Linked DNA regions of Zea mays: region 1 is linked to region 2. A link is a contact called in public Hi-C data. All regions are on one chromosome and are shown on one strand. The core of a region is the stretch at or near the end of the contact, and the rest is flanking DNA. Distances in the headings are between cores, read along the strand shown. Region 1 holds the start of LOC100273159 (GDT1-like protein 2 chloroplastic). Region 2 holds the start of LOC103646811 (vacuolar protein sorting-associated protein 54, chloroplastic).

The links. Hi-C and Micro-C count contacts between places; a contact is called where the count stands out from the background.
Region 1: a Hi-C map of leaf shows a contact between it and region 2, with 4 times the contacts expected there. The contact joins the promoter of LOC100273159 here to the promoter of LOC103646811 in region 2. A contact is called at or near these places in 6 of 25 Hi-C or Micro-C datasets (ear, endosperm, leaf and 2 more) and 1 of 3 datasets of contacts at active chromatin or transcription factors (leaf).

Annotation. Positions count from the first base shown.
Region 1 is chr2:109,357,692-109,363,425 of Zm-B73-REFERENCE-NAM-5.0, forward strand. It overlaps LOC100273159 (GDT1-like protein 2 chloroplastic), which reads right to left and starts at 1,738. Exons shown (of 10, transcript NM_001147605.1): 1 at 1,429-1,738; 2 at 751-907; 3 at 481-664. The coding sequence starts at 1,567.
Region 2 is chr2:108,899,895-108,905,739 of Zm-B73-REFERENCE-NAM-5.0, forward strand. LOC103646811 (vacuolar protein sorting-associated protein 54, chloroplastic) reads right to left here and starts at 3,818. Exons shown (of 19, transcript XM_020548378.2): 1 at 2,724-3,818; 2 at 1,938-2,000; 3 at 1,641-1,720; 4 at 907-1,024. The coding sequence starts at 3,497.

The DNA of each region.
Region 1 (5,734 bases), core at 488-2,987, 460 kb after region 2:
TACATGTATAATTGAAATTAAACAATAGCAATTCACTGCAGAGGTAATGCAAAGTCCTCAATTCTTTAAATATAGTAAGTTACGATCACAAATCACAACATAGATGAAACTGCATGCTGCTAACAGCTAAGCTTCATGTACGTTACAAACCAGGGTTGTACCATTTATGAAACAAAATCTCAAAGATGGAGATGGAAAATGAAACATTGCAAAGGATGAGAACATTAAAATATTGTTGAACTCTAGTCTATACCAATGGCTGAACTCAAAAGAATGTAAAAAACTCAAAAATTCAGTCTGCTCAGTAAATTTACTAACTCCAAGTAGGTTGTGCATGTTTCAATAACACTATAAAGAAATATTAGAAAAGCTTCAACATTTCTTATGTTACTTTAAAGAAGGTGAAGAGGCATCTCACAGTGTAGCTGGAAGTTCAAGATGAGAGGGGGCAAAAGATGCCAATTGAAATGAATTTTATACCTTATCTCCAATCTCAGATACAAAAATCAGTGTAAATGCCGCCGTGAAACCTGATTTTGCCAGCATAGCTACAACTGCAGATGATTGTCCTTTAAAGAAAACGAAAAAACTAGTTGCCAGGGCACACAGAAATAGCACGACACCAACGGGTTGCAGGTAACGAGATCCTGAAAGTTGTTTTGCTCTGTGATGCATTTTCAAGGATAGGAGTTCAGTGTACAAGACGTTGCATGAAAATGGAGAGAAAACAAGGGGAGGGTGGACACTAACAATTTGTTGGGGTCTCCGGTAGCAGAGGTATCCAAATGTTCTCCATGGCCATTTGCTTCATCTCCTCCATAACTTCCGGCACCAACATTTACATTGGACATTTGGGCCCTGACGTCATGCCTTATTGGTTTCATCCATGATAACAATCTATATTTTTCTGTTAAATAACAAGTAGTTATTCATATGGCAATGCCTGAGGCATGACATAAATAGCACCTAATAAAAGATTATGGGAAGCCTTTGAGTCGGCAAAAGATGGTTTAGGTAGTGTTACAGATCTAAGGGATGCATTGTGGTTCATATATTGTTCTCCAGGACTTAATTACTTATGTATAATATATTTAGCAAGTTTAACAGGTCTTACTCTTACTGTTATGGCTCCAAAAAAAAAGGATGTTTTAACCAAATGTTACATCAAGAAGTGGGAAAGAAACTGCAACACTAGTGTTCAGTATCCATAACTTGCTGCCACAGTGTCCCTAATTCTCGCGCTATCTTAGCCTGGAATTGGTCTATCAAGATGCAATTAGAATTGCTTATGGTTGCGCCTGTCAGGCATAACATAATGGAGGTCCAGCGACCTGAAGGAAGGCGGTGATCTAGTGCGCAGGTGAACGAAGCAATCGAAACATCAAAAAAGGTCGCGACAGCTACTGGTTTTCTTCCAATGGCGCGTACCAAACCTGACCGTGGCCGCCTTGTGCTCGGGCTCGGCGGCGACGCGGAGGGGGGCCCTGCCCCTCGCAGCCGGCGGGCGCGCCCGGGCAGCCGTGCTTCCCCCGGGCCACCGAGCGGCAGTAGCCACAAGAACCACCATCCCGTGGACGCCTGGCGCCGCTGGGGTGCGCGGTCCCCCACCGGCGCAGTCGGAGCTGGAATGGGCGAGAAGAGCTGAAGAGGAGAATCACAGGAGTAGGAGAGAGAGAGCACTGAGGATAGCAGTGGTCCAGTCGGAGCAGCCTGCCCAAGTGCCCAGTACCTTCCTCGGTTCTTTCTCCCTTTCCTTGGGGTTGTGAATTGATTTTATTCGTGAGACGCCAATGTGCCATGTGAATTGATCCTATCTCATGTAAATGGGCCAAGTTAGTTGTATTAATTATGATGGTTTTGTTTCAATGAACTTCTCCATTGAGGCATTGACGATTAGGCTTGATTACGCGACCTGATCTCTAGTATGAGAATCAAAATGGATATTGGCTGGAATCAGCTTGGCCCAAATTGAATTGGGCTCTATATGGGCCAAGCTCAAGTAACAACCACAAAAAAACAGCCTATTTCATCATTTACTCGACACACCTGCCCTCGTGTCCCAGAAACAACGCACAAGTGGGTATTTGAACATTGCCTTCAACACACATTGACATCCACGTAGCCAATAACATATATGTTTTTATGTCTTGTAGTTTATATTTAAGCATAATATAAATATTTTTATAAAAAATAGAGAGAGAAAACATTCAGATAGACATAAGGGTGAAAACGAGCGGATACGGATGGATAGTAGATCATCCTGTATCCTACCCTAATATATTTAAAATGGATTCGGGATCAGAATCGGATAGTTAGAAATAGGATGGATACAGATACAAGGACCGAATATTTATTCGGGCGAATAAGTGACGGATACGGATATTATTTGGTCGGATATCGAATAATTGTCGGATAATGTAATTAAATTCATAAAATATTCTAGTTTCCCCCAAAAATTGCAAATAAGTTACAAAAACTAATAAACATTCTATACGAAGATAACTCAAGTCCTCACATCAAAATGATAAAGTAAAGTACTGATTATGTTGAAACTTGGATAGTTAGAGTGATTTCACTTGTAGCTCATACAAATAAGTTAAAGTGAAATGGAAGGTACGTGTGCATCTTATAGATCTTATGATCAAAACATTTTTATGGTTATATATGGACATATGTTGTGCCTTCGTAAAATTTCATAAAATTTTTAGGCTATTTGGTGTATTATTAATTGCTTGTTGTAGAAAATCATCAAATACAATTAAATTCATAAAAATATTGTAGTGTCGACCAAAAATTACGTATAAGTTACTAATGCTAATAAATAGTTTATAAATAGATAACATTAACTTCCTACATGGAGATAACCTTAAGTCCCCACGTGAAAATGATAAAGTCTATTAATTTTATATAAATTTGGAAATTATTTCAATAATTTTGGCCTAAATGTGTTTAAACAAAAATTTGATGTACTACAAAGTTATAGATCTCTTCGAGCTCTACAATTTTTATATAAACTTTATCTCCATCTGATTTCATATGTAAAATTTATGATTTTATAACTATATTATTATGCAGAAAAAGAAAAAACGGGTACCCGAATTCCGGGTACTCGTATCTAACCCGAATATCCGAGTATTTATCGGGTAGTCATCGCTCCTTATCCAACCCGAATCTGAAGCTGCACTATCCGGGTATTATCGTATCCGACCCGAATATAAAAATATCTGAATCTGTATCCGAAAAAACGGGTATTTGCAATATCTGTATCCGGTACCCGGGCCGACCCGTTGTCACCCCTAGATAGACAATGGGTCATGTTGTGCTCAGGCCGGGCTAAAGCATGCTAGGCCACGCGAGGAAGACCTTGCCGCCACCATTCTCGCAAGCCATTTAGGTCTTTCGGTCGCTTACTCTGGTGGCGGCAAAGCGAAGGGGAGAGGAGGAAGGGCGCGACAATGAGTGGATGACGACTAGGGTTTGGTGTTGCATGAGACATCTTACGAGAAACGACACGGGGATTAGAATTGTGGTTTCTCACTCGGCACATAAAATGCATTTTATGTAGGTTATATGGTAGACGCGTTCAGATTGGACACAACAACTAGTTTAAATAGAGCACAAATCATTGTAAAGTTTTTGTTGGCGCCTTTTTGAGCCAAATACTAACAAAACCTAGGGCCTGCACGTGATGGTCAGGACCTTAGGGTCGGCTCTGCTCTTCGTCGAACTATTCGTGGTGGGCACCGGACTGTCCGGTGGTGCCGGATTGTACGCGATTGGATGTCGGACTGTTTGGCACACGCAGATAGCTCTCGGATAAACCTAGATCTAACATCCCAAGAGGGATCCTGTTGGTCACTTGTTTTTTATTTCTGAAAGATATCAAAAACGAGGCAACACAAGTTATTAAATTGGAAGCTTCTCCCTTTAATTAACTGTTCTACGAAGATAAATTAAAAGGAGAAGACAATAGGATAACTTAATAAAGGTAATGAAAACAATATGTAAATCAATAAGAGTGAAACATATCTCTCATCTAGATGAATACGTTTACATTTATTCCATTCCTAGTAAAATATGAAGTAAGTACAAATGTACCTTCAGCTTCACACAAGTTATGACATGAATGTATATTCGAAGGTCGAGCGATCTAGTGCTCAGGGTTTGGAAAAAAACCATCCCCTATGCATGGCACTGCTCCTCTATTTATAGTCACGGGGGACCGTTCATCTTTACCGCTTACCAAGTTATATAAGCTAGCTCAGTGGTTGCGGGTTTTACAGTTGTTAGGAAAATGGACCCTGGGCCATTTGGCTCAATAGATTTTGGTGTTTGATGATCAACATAACATGTGGACTAATGAGTTTGCTAGTGTTTATGTTTGTAGTTCATAGGATGCTAAAGTGATTTGGACTAAGGCATTGAAGAAAGCAACACCTTAAAAGAAGACATTATGAAGATGACAAGAGAAGATCAATAAGTATCAAGCAAAGTCCAAGAAACGAAGAAAAGTGTTACCACGGACGGACTGTCCGGTCGAGGACACTGGACTGTCCGGTGCAACAGGGAAGTGTAGCCCAATGGCTAGTTACTGGTGAAACTGGTGGAGAGATGTCACCGGACTGTCCGTTGTGACACCCGAACTGTCTGGTGTGAAAGCCTGTAGCGCCAACGGTCACCTGCTGTGGGGGACAGATATCCCCCGGGTCCACCAGAAGGACAAGATGCCTCGCGAGGGGCCCGTGGGCCCAATAATCCGCAAGGTCATCCCTTCGTGGGCCTAGGGAGGAACGCCCAATAAAGCGGATCGATGCAAGCCCAGACGGCCCGATGAATTCGAGCGGTGATCACAACAGTGACCCGACCTTCCCGTGCAGAGGCCACGTACGTCGGAACTGAGCGAGGATGGGTCGGCTGAATTATAGGAAGATAGACTCAGTCAGTTCACTATTATCTAGGCACCCGTTGTTATCATATCCACATGTAATGCCTCACGATCGAGTATATAAGGCCTAGGGGGCACCCCTTCAAGACGATCGACCTCATATTACTTAGCCATCCACACCGGCTCTCTACGTTTCTAGAACTAGAGAACCTCCTTGTAACCCACCACATAAAGTACTCACACCAGGACGTAGGGTGTTACGCATCTCAAAGCGGCCCGAACCTGTACACGACTGTCCACTGTTTCTCGTGCATCCAGCACGAACCATAGAGCTACAGTCGGTAACACCGTCCTACTCCAAAAAGCACCTTGAGGGGCAACCCCGGGTGCACGGTCGGACCCAAAACACCGACAGCTAGCGCGCCAGGTGTGGGGTGTGTCGTCGATCCAAGCTAGCTCAATGGTCGTCACCTTCCAGCATAAGATCATCCTTCGTCCCGGGTCCGTGTTCTGCTTTGGGACTATCTCATCTATAGCAGATGAGGAAGGAACTCTGCATCGCATCGCGGATCCACCGGAGAGAAAGTCATCCTCAAAGATCTTCGAGAAAATCGGAGCAAAGCAGGGAAAAGCTCAACCTCCAGCGCTTCGAGAAAAGATCACCTTCAGCAAGCTAGGAGCTGAGGGTCCGTCTACCCGGTGAACCCCGCTGTCCACCTCTCCGACAGAAAAATGGACACAGATCACAGAAGGAAAGAAACGAATGAAGCCAAGGGTCGTCAAGCTGCTCTTTCTGTGCCTCTGTCCTCAAAGGAGGACAGAAAGAAGATCATCGTGACAGGTGCTACA
Region 2 (5,845 bases), core at 2,568-5,067:
TATTTGATGGTGAAGCTCCAAACCTTTCTCTTCTCCTTGAGCAGACAGAAGAGGAAAGAAAAAGTTGGGAGTTTGCGGGAACCAAAGGTCTATCCTTTTTTCATGCCAGCATATAGGCTGTTGTAGTATTGAGTGTGTTTATGGATCCTTTTGTGTATGCCTGTGTGTGGTCTCCGTAAGGAGAATTTTTGTTTCTGGGCTTTCTTCAGGCCCTTGTCCTCTCTTCTTAATATATTATGGAGCGCAGTTCTCCTGCGCTCGATAAAAAAAAGGATTTGGTGTGATAATGTTGAAGCAACCTAACTTACAGCAAATCCAATGTTTCATAGTTATATGAAGCATGTTGAGATCGATTTTCATTTTAGACTTTTGAAGGTCAGAATCATAGTTACAAAAGATCAAGTTGCAAAGGGCTTAACCAAGGCACTGACTATGCAAAAGTTGGCTTCATTTAAAGACAATCTTAATTTGTGCAAGTTATGATTGAGAGGGGATGTTAGAATAGAATGTGCTTGTATATCAAGCTACGGCCATACCAGATTAGGGGTCCACACTGTTGGTAATAGAGGAAGACCTTAAGCGACTCTGATTGAAGATAGGATAGGATCAAGTTTGATCTGTCCCAAAGATAGCAGAGTTAGAATAGGAGCCAGTTAAGATAGGATAGGATCAAGTTTGATCTGTCCCAAAGATAGCAGAGTTAGAATAGGAGCCAGTCAAGATAGTTGGACTCCCTGTCATGATGGCAGTATTCTGCCCTATATATACTCAGCCCCTCGGCCTAATAGGTCAAAACGAACAGCTTAAACATAGTGTCATGTTTTCTTACAATCAGCGCATCTGCAATCCAGTAAACCATAGACCAACTTGAGTTATATACAACTGCAAGATTCGAAATGCACACACCTCATGGTCCGTCCCATTCAATGGGCTGGAAGCCTTTCTTTTCACAGTTGATAAAATCATAACATCTACAGCTTTTCCATCAGGAACAGCAGCATGCACAAATTCTGCTGAAAGAATGCTACAGGGATGAATATTACCAAGTTAAACAGCAATTAACTAATGATAGAACTTAGAAGGCATGAATGAATGGTATCACTTTTCTAGTGGCCAAACAGAACAAAATTCAAGGTCCTAATATTAATATTCAGAATACAGTTTATTTTTCTAGAATTTCAATGTCCAGTAGATAATTGATTTGCTGGATAATTATGAAGTAATATGGTCACCCAATTCACTTGATATATCTGACCACAATAACTCATCCAAATTTGTTGTCCGGATTTTCTATTTAAAAGAAGGGTGTATGAATCAAGAGCTTAGACATGATGCACATACTAAAATGCTAAATCTATTTAGCAATCCAACATATAAAAGTTCAGTCAAATAAACCACAGTTCTAGGAAAGGAAAAGGGTGGAATGATTACAAAAAGGGAACAATTATTGGCCCTTCCTAAAAACAAGCTAGCTTATCTCTATGGCTAGAGAATATTCCCAGCGTTTCAGTCAGAAATCACACATGTTTCCACATCAAGAGTAGCCTGCAAATACTCATGTGATCTAAAAGCTCTTGTTTCTATGTTAAAACTATGCATCTGTTGAGTATTCAAATTTATGTTATTTAATCAGAAAATACCTGTTCACTGAATCTAGTGATGTTCCCAGCTGATCTCGAATATGCCAAAAGCAATAAAGCCCAGCAAGTTCATCAGTATCCTGATTGACAAGAACAAAAGTTCATGGACTGTCATAGTGTAAGTTACGTTACTTACGTATGTTGCACGTTTCTAAGATAGTGGCCACGGAAGATAAAGTATTTGTAGGCATATGGCAATTAAAATAATTAGATAGTTTGATTCATTGGGAATGCCCAATTGTTGATGTGTCAACAGTACATTGTATCAGATCATAGTAAACGAGCTGGGTAACTTACTAGCAGATTTTGCAAGTTATCAATGACATCGAGGGCACCAGCACAATCTGCTGCTGCGACAAGCTGCAAATGTAGAACAAGATTAACAAATGAAAGCAGACAAAATAGGTTTGTCACATCAAAATTACAAGATTTAGTACGAAAGCAACTTTCCTTGTTGCAGCCCAAGTCTAAACAGTTTTAGGCATGGAACGACAGGATTGCTAATCCAAAAAATATCTCTGCAAGATCTCATATTCACATACTAGTGATTTTACTGGCATGGATGATAATGATGATGTCCAGTTTTGCTAGCAGAATGTAGTATCATTGTTTGCACTGGGCCCAAGAATGCATTTGCCCATCGCTATTTTTACAGTGTTCCAAGGTGGCAATGCAAATGCAAGCAGCATATCAGGCCCCTTTGTATTGAAAATTTGAGCAGTCATGGGATTATAAGGCACATACACAAGATCAACTACCTTGAACAAAGCCATGATAGGCTTTTAATAAGCATTAACAGCTAGATGCCTACAGATAAGCAAATGGTGGACGTGTTCTTTCCATTACGAGGTGTGGCAATGGTCCATCAACAAAAAAATATCTAATCTCTAAGTTTTTCTCATATAACAAGTTCCAAATATACCACAGTGTAGTTCCATGTTAGGCTACATTTGTTATTCACATTTGTAATAGCCCGTGAGAATATATGGTGTAGTGAATATATCCAAATCATTTTGGACAACTACATTATGGTCAACAAGCAAGATACAAGGAGAAACAAAGTTGTCTGGTAAATGCACTCACCAGCTTGAGCGCGGTAAGCGCCTGGCTGACATACAGGATGACAGTTAGCTTCTGCTGCAGCGTCACAAGGTTGCCTCGGGTAGCATTGAGCTCTTGCACCTGCCTCGCTGCCCCGACGAGGTCCCCCGTGAGAACCCGGACCACCTCTCTGAGCTCGCGGATCCTCCCTACAGTCGTGACTATCTCCCCATCAAGCCCGCGCAGCCGGCCCTGCGCTTCGTAGAAGGACTCGGACCGGAGCGCTATCTCCCGCACAAGGTGGGCTTCAACGACGTCAAGGTGCTGTCCGAGGCGCTCCTGCAGCGCTTCATCATCGAGCGGGCAGGCGACCTGGAAGGTGGGCCCGTCCTCGAGCGCGAAGTCCTCCTTGAAGAAGAGCGCGGGCACCTCGCGGAGGCAGGCGGCGAGGCCAGAGGAGACCGCTGGGGCGCCCTCGGCGTCAGAGGCGGCGGCGAGCTCGGCGCTGGCGTGGAGGCGGATGTCGGCGAAGCGCGCGAAGGGGTCGGAGACAGCGGCAAGGTAGGGCGCGAAGTCGGCGCGAGTGACCTCGCAGGGATGCGACGGCGGTGGTGGAGCCGCATCGGGTAGCGTGATGGTGGGAGGCGGCCAGGACAACCAGGAGTACGAGGAGGCGGCGGCGGAGGGGAGCGGGTTGTTGAGGAGCGCGGTGATGGACTGCGGGACGCCGCCGGGGGGGCCGGTGGAGGTGGGGGACTCGGTGGAGGATGAGACGGAGGCGACGGAGGTGGTGCGGAGAGGCGGGCGCGACGCCATCGCGGCGGTCCGCGGCGGCAGTGGGATCAGCGGAAGTGAGGCATGGGAAGATCGGATCTGGGAGGCGCGGGAGCGAAGCAAGGTTGGGTGGGAGGGGTGTCAGATCTAGCCCCTGGACGAAGGGGAGAAGAGAGGGAGCAGGTGAATGTTTTTTTTTTCTCCTGGAGTTTCTCCTCGTCCTTTTTTTTGGCAAAATTTCACTCAAATGGTGCATTTTATATTCGATCCTTATCTGCTATAGAAGTTAAAAAATAGTATAAAACATAAGTACAAACGATAAACATCAAATCAATTTAACAAAATATAACCATAACACTAATCTTATATTGACATATAAATGTGTAATACTTTTATAAATACATCGAGGAGCGGGAGAGCAGCGAGACAAAGAGACAAGGAGGAGGTGATAAGTAAGTATGCCAGGAGCGAACCACAGGGTCAGGAAGGTTGTGCCGCTAGCGAAGTTGGAGCTTCAGAGACACCGAAATTATTAGGTATCGGGCTTGGGCACGATTGGCCCAGCCTTTCAGTTAGACCTACATAATTGTTATTGTTTGATCATGTTTATGATGAGGGTCGAACAACGGTGGATTACTGGTGTTGGGGACTTATTCTCAAATGATATAAATTAAGAACAAGGCAACATAAAAACAAGTTATTTGTTAATGCTCTTCGTCCTTCGGAACATTATTTCTCTAAAGATATAATGATTTTCGGACGAAAGCCATGAAGGACATACCTTCATCATCTCAACATATTTATATATAAACATATCAAGGGCGGATGAAGCATGTAAAACATAAGGGATAATGTGAACAAACATATAACATCATCATACACATTTCTTATTATATAATCATAAATGAACAAATGAATAATGACAATATTGAATTACATTTGTACCTTCGGCTTGACAGAAAATGAAAGTACAAGCGTGACGCAAAAATAAGTACAAGTCAGCGTGAACAGTACAGGGGTACTGTTTATCTATTTATAGACACAGGACGCAGCCTGTGAGAAATTACAATCATGCCCTTTACATTTATTATTGACTTATAGATAGTCCACCGAGGTCTAAATACCTTTTCCCTTTTAAGTCGGTTCCCTTTTCTGCCGATATGCCGAAGCTCCCTTGCATGTAGCTTCGGCGCTGCGTCAACCTTCGTGTTGTTAGTGCTTTTCACACTGTGTGGTTCTGATCTGAGTCTGAAGACACCTGTTCATATATTACACTCGAGAAACATTGTTAAATCATATTTTTGAGGACCTTCGGAAGATGAAAGCCCCCAATAACTGGATCAGAACGTTCGGGGCTGTCTTCTGCCTCGTCGCACGATTGGATCTGAGCACTATTATTTATGTGCTACTTTTTACATTTGCGTGCCAAAGCATCTGACCTGTTAAAATTTTGGTCATACATGGCCGATCTAATCTCCACTAACTAAACTGAACATTATGCCTTTGTAACGGAGTATTTCCTATAATTTGATGTGCTAATTAACCATACTGGCAAGCCTTGCCGATGTATTGGGTCATTTAATGTACCCCTTGCAAATAAGACATTCCTCATATCCGTGCTCTCTGAATACTAAGACATGCAAAATTGGTGTGGCAAAATATCACTATAGCATGGATAAAGGAGAGATCGTTAAGAAAACACCATTACTTGTTGAACTTAAAAAAGAAAAGGTAAGGAAAAGAGAACTAAATCAGCAAAAGTTTATCTATTTACAAAATCGAAAGCAATGCATAAATTTACATGCGTGCCTAAACAAAAAGGAATAAACTTGCAGAGCTTACATTAGTAAGGAAGCAAAGAAATCAGACTTGTTGTATCCATCCCCTGAGTTGTACTTAGTAACAGCAGCCGAAGTACTGTCAAACCCAACCTCAGCACTAATGGTAAGTTCACTTGTGCCGACAGTTAAAGCGAGCTCAACCAAATGTGTTGATGGCAAACCAATGGTCTCATTCACTGAAAAACGATTGTAGGCATATTTCAAAAAAAAGGAATAACTAATATGGCAAAAAATCAGTGGAAATTGGTGGGTGAAATTTAGATCATAAGCCATTGATGTAAATGCAATTGACAAACACAACATGCAAGTAAGATACAGCTCAGTTAAGACTTCCTGCACATATGTACAAGAGATCTACAAGTACATGAAGTATTAATTAACACATAAAGTTTGCTAGCACAGAAATCTGACCATAAAATGTATATGTGCTTGTTGTACCACATACCACAATAGATAAAGTACTTCGCAAATATTCCCAACAAATATGAAATGACAACCATTATGTAGAATGTTCAGTGAAAGGTAGAACTCATAGGATTGAGTCTATGT